Linked DNA regions of Capsicum annuum: region 1 is linked to region 2. A link is a contact called in public Hi-C data. All regions are on one chromosome and are shown on one strand. The core of a region is the stretch at or near the end of the contact, and the rest is flanking DNA. Distances in the headings are between cores, read along the strand shown.

Region 1 (3,236 bases), core at 615-3,114, 220 kb after region 2:
GTTAGAGGTATACAAAAATCGAACTGATAAAAATGTTATTGATTTATCGTTATTGGATTATTGGGTTAAAGATTTTTTAATGATTTTATAAAAAAAACAATTATTGGGTTATTGATCCGATTTTAATTTTTTTATTGGGATATTGGATAAACCCAATAAGAATATACTAAATTATTATTTCTCACCTATATATATATATATATTAACAAACCTATTTCAATTGTGCAAACTCTTAATTTCTCCTAACTAACATTTTGTTCAAGTTTGAAGATTCTTGTAAATTAAAACACATCATGTATGATTTTTGTTGCAACTAAGATTCGGTTTCTTTTTATGTTGGTTACTACTTTTTCTATTTTATGAGTATTTTCTTATCGGTTAAATCGAAAATGAACCGTTAAGGGCTAAAAATTGATAAACTAAAAAAACGATAAGAAAATATCTTATTGATTTGATTATTGATTTCGCATATTTAAAAATCGAAAACCAATAAACTGAATCAATAATATAGAAAATCGAACCGAATCGATCGATGCATACCCCTAATTTAAGTAGGTAAAATAGAAGCAATTGAAAGAAAATTATTTGAAATTTTGAAAGTGATGGAGGAAAAGGGAGAATAAATAGGAAAAGAAGAGAGAGGGGACCTTTGAAATTTTTGTAAAAATTAAAAAAAATAGATTTTTTTTCGTTTTTACCCCTTGAAAAATATTGATGTGACAATTTTTTTTACTTCATCACGCGCCTGATGAAGTTTGAACTCGCTTTTTGTGCCAAGTGGACCATAAGAGATACGTGACTTATTAAGTAAACAAGTTCGAAGGATATTTAAGACAGACAATAATTTAGATATACACTAAATAAAATATTACAATTTCAAAGGGTAATTAATACTTCTTTCATTATTAAATATACACATATAAAGTAAACTTGAAATCCTAGATGTGAATGTGTTAATTACTAGATGGGGGTTATGGTGTAATAGAGGGTGGGATGTTGTTGTGGACATTAAATTAGCAAGAAGGGGTTTAGACACATGGGGGTTGTGTAATGTGGGCCTATTTACGTTCAAGGACGTTAAGAACAGCGCACCTACTTGTCATGGGACACTGAGATAGACTAGTGTAATCCTACCCCTTCTTCTCTTTTTAATTATTTATTTATTGTGGTCTCGTTTTTTCTAAATCACAGATGGCAAGTGTTTTTAATGTACTGAATTACAAAATACCTTTGCTCGCTGGGGACTACCACTATTATAATCAGTTTTAATACGCCATTTTTGTGGCTGTGAAAGAGTATTGTGTCTATTTATACATTTACAATATTGATTTTGATTGAACTAGTATGTAGTATGCATATGTAATTTCGAAAGGCAACATGTGCTTTCATGTGCCACTGCTAACAATCTTGCTCCGCAAGCACATGTGAAGCTAGAAATTTCAACTTTTTAAGTTCAAATTTTATAAAAACGACTTCAAGTGCAAATAATTAATATTTGTACATGTTTAATATGTTTGAATACAAATACACTAATGAACAAAAGCTATTGGACAAATCGAATCCTTATTTGCCTTTTATCTCCGCCCGTGTCCACACACCAAACCCTCGTCTTCTCTTTCCCTCGAAACTTTGGGCTCACTGATCATATGAGCCACGTAATTTTTTTCCATAAGACTCACCCCCCCGCCCCTCCCCCTCAAATTAAACCCTACTCATTAATGAGTCCATTAGCTATTATAACTCATTGATCAGCCATGATAAACAAACAATTTGAGTCTCCTGGGTGTTTCAAGTTTCAACACAAAGGAAAGAGACAGAAACCAGATCCTACTCCCCAAAACACAAAAGAAGGCTACACATGGCCACCGAAACGGCTTTGCTGTGGACTGATTTACAGTAACACCTAAGAGGCCGACAAGTGGGACAAATTCAAGATTGTGAGCTAGGCTAGTTGGTGTAATCTAGATGTATATATTTTTAAGGGTTCATTTGGCTGAGAGCTAAAAAATAATTTATTTTGAAATTAATTTTAAAATGAGTTTATCTCATGTTTGGTTAGGATAAAATCATAGAATAAATTATCTCGAAATTGTAGTGTTATTTTTATTCCACATAGATGATAAAAAATCTCGAGATAACTTCTTTCCATACCAAACAACCTTACATATGTAGTCCAAGTCGAAAGTAATAAGTCGAATTAAGTCCACAAAAGCCACCTTAGATCTAGACGTTCCCGACAATCCTCACAACCAAGGGATGGATCCCAGAGCTAAACATGACATTAGAAACACAACTGCGACTACTAGCATCGAGAAGAATTGTAGAATCCTACCCTTTATCTTCTTGTCCCCCCTCTTCCCTTTATGAAATTTTACATCTTTCATGGAAAAGGATACACCTGGATCTCCCATCTTCACCTTGCTGCCAACCAGGATGGAGTTGCTGACCCCCTGGATATTGTTGCTGGTGTAGATGTTTATGCAGCAGCAGTCATGTGATTCACCAGAACAGCCACCACGGCGTGCGATCATTGATGCACCAACATTCCTTCCTTCCAACTTGACATGTTTAAATGGTCCATATCTTCTCTCCGGTGACATGATGAGAATTTTCGATGAATGGGATAAATGATAAATGTCTTCTTTGCAGAAGCAAGTGCTCACTCATGTTATACTATATTTTATATATAAGGATGAATTATAAAGTGGTTAGCTGCTTCTACAAGAAAAGCATATGCGCCTTTTGGGCAACTTGATTAACACACTATGAATATTTTCTTCAAGGACACCATCCGATGAAAATTTTGAGAATACAGGCTAAAAGTATATAGTAGGAATTATCTGACGTCCACGAACTTTTTAAGTTGCTAAACACCACATAATACGCAATAAGAAATCCCCTTGAAAAAATGGCTGTAAACCAGAAAGACATCATTGGCTTTGTAAAGCACCTAAGAAGGCATTTCGATGGGTTGAAGAAAGTCCTAAAGCAAATAGACTAGTTTGTACTTCGTTCCCTTAATTAGAAGACAGACCAAATATAAGAATCAAATAGAACGGTAAAGATTAAAGTTGATCAGGAGGAAAGCACTGAAAAAATCTTTGTCCCTCTGACAACAATCACGTTCCACTTTTTCTAGGTTACTTCTTGATTGAAATACAGCAAAGTAAACTCTGAAAAAGAAAACACAATTGGCCTCGTTGAGTCTGGCGCAAAAGCACCAAAACTTTATAGTC
Region 2 (2,957 bases), core at 242-2,741:
TCAAACAATATTTTTAAGGTCCTTCACACTTTTAATATATTATATATATATATATATATTTAAAAAAAGTGAGACCATATCAGTTTTTTAATAGAAAAACGCGCTTTTCTTTTTAAAAAAAAATTAAAAAATTCACGCCAGCTTAAAGGGTGAAATTAATACTCTTTAAAGATGTTAAGGGGGTAAATAAACGAAAGTTAAGTTTAAGTGTTAAAGTGAGTTTAGCGAACAAGTTCAGGGGGAAAACATGTCTTTTCTCTATGAATGTTTGTCAATATGAAGCACACAATAAAGCTTTCAAAATTCTAAGAAAAAAAAAAGATTAATATAGATGGAAAAAGATTGAATCAAATTGTAAATTGCAAATGATCAGATGTGATGAAAATTTTTTAATTTGATTTTTGTTAGATATTTAAGAGATTCTCTCCCATTATTCACTCTCCTAAAGTAAATGCAAATCTATTACTTTCTTATTTAATATAGGAAAAAGGTATGAATATACCCCTGAATTTTGATAAATGGTATAAATATATCCTTCATCATACTTTAGGTACAAATATATCCTTTCCGTTAATGAAAAGGTATGTATATATCTTTAAACTTTTATAAATGACACAGATATATCCTCCATCATACTTTAGGTACAAAATACCCTTGTCGTTAATGAAAAGGTACGTATATACACTTGAACTTTGATAAATGGTACAAGTATACCATACAGGTATACCCTTTGTCATACTTTAGGTATAAATATACTCTTGCCATTAATGAAAAGGGAAAAATATACCTTTCTCACTAATGGCAGGACACGTGTCACAATCTTGTTCATTTGCCCCTTTTAATTTAATCTATCCTCACCCTACCTAAAAATAATTCTAATGTAACCCACAAATCGATTCAAAGAATAACCCAAACCCGATCCCATCTAATAGAACCTCCAAGACACATCTTTATTCATGCATATTCATCTTTTCTTTCTGGGTTTGAGTTATTATTTGAATCGGGTTATGAGTTAAATTAGAATTATTTTGAGGTGGGATTGTGATAAATTAAATTTAAAAAGGTCAAATGAACAAAATTGTGACACGAGTCCTACTATTAGTAAGAAGGGTATATATGTACCTTTTCATTAATAAAAGGGTATATTTGTACCTAAAGTATGTCGGAGGATATATCTGTACCATTTATCAAAGTTCAGAGTTATATATGTACCTTTTCATTAACGGCAATGGTATATTTGTACCTAAAGTATGATGAAGAGTATATCTGTACCATTTATCAGAGTTCAGAGGTATATATGTACTTTTTCATTAACGGCAAAGATATATTCGTACCTTTTCCATTTAGTATATATCGAGAGAAAAAAGAGAAATATGAGATTTTATAAAATATTTTAAAAGATGAATTTTTTTTTTATGTATTTATCCGTTTTAAGTTTGGGTTTTTGCTTAATTTAAGTCCCCTACCATTTTGTGGCATTACTCTCAGGCCAAGGGCTGTTTATGTCCTTCACCCTATAGAGAAAGTTGGGGGAAGTGTATTGTGAGGGTGGTTGGCTCATGAATGAAAGAGTATGGGTAAGGCAATCTAAAGAAGCGAATGGCTGTCCTTGTTACAACCAGCACTCTCTGTTACCCCGCAAATACATCTTATGTTCTTTTAGTTCTCTCTCCTCCATACTCCATATTCTCTCTCTCTCTGTCTGCACTCTCTAATTAATGGCTACTCTTCAATCTCTTGCATTTTCACCTACACTTTCTCACACTTCGCATCAGCCTCGCTCTCTTCTCGGTATGTACCAAAATGTGCTTATCTACCTTTACCCTCCTCTTATTCTTTGGTTTATCAGCTCCTGTAAAGAGTAGTACTTGGAGCAGTTATCCCACTATGTAGTATAAATAGTGGGATATTATACGGCATTAGCTAATAAGTCTAACTAAACACAAGATAAAATAATCCCATGATTATTATCCCTTATCCCTCATATCACGTTACTCGTAAATTTCATTTTAATTGATTTATATGTAATTGGTGAGATGTTTATTTGTGCATAAGTGTGGAGCTAGATCATTAGCTACGGTTTCAGAACCTATTAAACTTCAAAGGCCTCTGCTCATGAGCGCATTCTTCAAAGAAAATTTAACTGTCTTCTTTTTTGAGTTAATCGAGACTGGAAATGGAGTACGCTTACAATGTAGTGCTAGTAGTGAGATTCTTTGATACAATAGGTGTGGGTTCAATTCTCGTTGTCTCCCTTCCTCATCTCCGAATAAAACTTTTTTTTTTTTAAAAAAGAACTAGTAAATTAGGAAACATAGTTAATCAAAACCAATAATTGTCGTTTGTGTCATCTACTGTAGGAATAGCATGTGGGAGGGGTCATCAAAGTGCAGGTTCTTCATTCAATGGCCAGCGCTTGTGCCTATCCCGTTCACGTTTCACATCCAATATCCAAAACCAGAAAATGCGCAGACTAACTATAATGATGGTTCAACCAAAAATTCAGTTCATACAAGGAACTGATGAACAAACAATACCAGATGTGAAGTTAACCAAGTCAAGGGATGGGACAAATGGTATGGCCATTTTCAGGTTTGATCAACCCTCCGTATTTGATTCATCTGGTGAAGTCGGGGATATCACTGGATTCTACATGATTGACGAAGAAGGAGTTCTCTCGTCAGTTGATGTCAATGCCAAGTTTGTTAACGGAAAACCTGCAGGCATTGAAGCTAAGTATATTATGCGGACTCCACGAGAATGGGACAGGTTCATGAGATTTATGGAGCGGTATGCTAATTCTAATGGCTTGCAGTTTGTTAAAAGTTGAGATTCTATGTTTTCTTTTGCCTGATCAATTTCTTGAAATTTTTGTCTGTCATTAGAAGACATATCTACTCAAAAGGTGTAATTTAGTTCAGAAGGTGTAAACTTGAGAAATCTTCTCAGTCCATTTA

What was found. A called contact is a pair of places that touch in the nucleus more often than the background predicts.
Region 1: a Hi-C map of leaf shows a contact between it and region 2, with 3 times the contacts expected there. The contact joins the enhancer-like site here to the promoter of LOC107842516 in region 2. A contact is called at or near these places in 2 of 5 Hi-C or Micro-C datasets (leaf and placenta).

What each region holds. Positions count from the first base shown.
Region 1 is chr9:114,775,142-114,778,377 of UCD10Xv1.1, forward strand. LOC107842518 (NADH dehydrogenase [ubiquinone] 1 alpha subcomplex subunit 9, mitochondrial) reads right to left here. Exons shown (of 13, transcript XM_016686417.2): 13 at 3,072-3,236. Among protein-coding and RNA genes, the nearest start is that of LOC107842518, 26 kb to the right of the region's middle. Within about 2 kb of position 1,865, at least 5 of the 5 cell types and tissues checked have an H3K27ac peak or open chromatin away from gene starts, as enhancers often do. A contact at or near this core is called in leaf, where this site is marked.
Region 2 is chr9:114,553,926-114,556,882 of UCD10Xv1.1, forward strand. LOC107842516 (photosystem II reaction center PSB28 protein, chloroplastic) reads left to right here and starts at 1,492. Exons shown (of 3, transcript XM_016686414.2): 1 at 1,492-1,791; 2 at 2,361-2,790. The coding sequence starts at 1,719.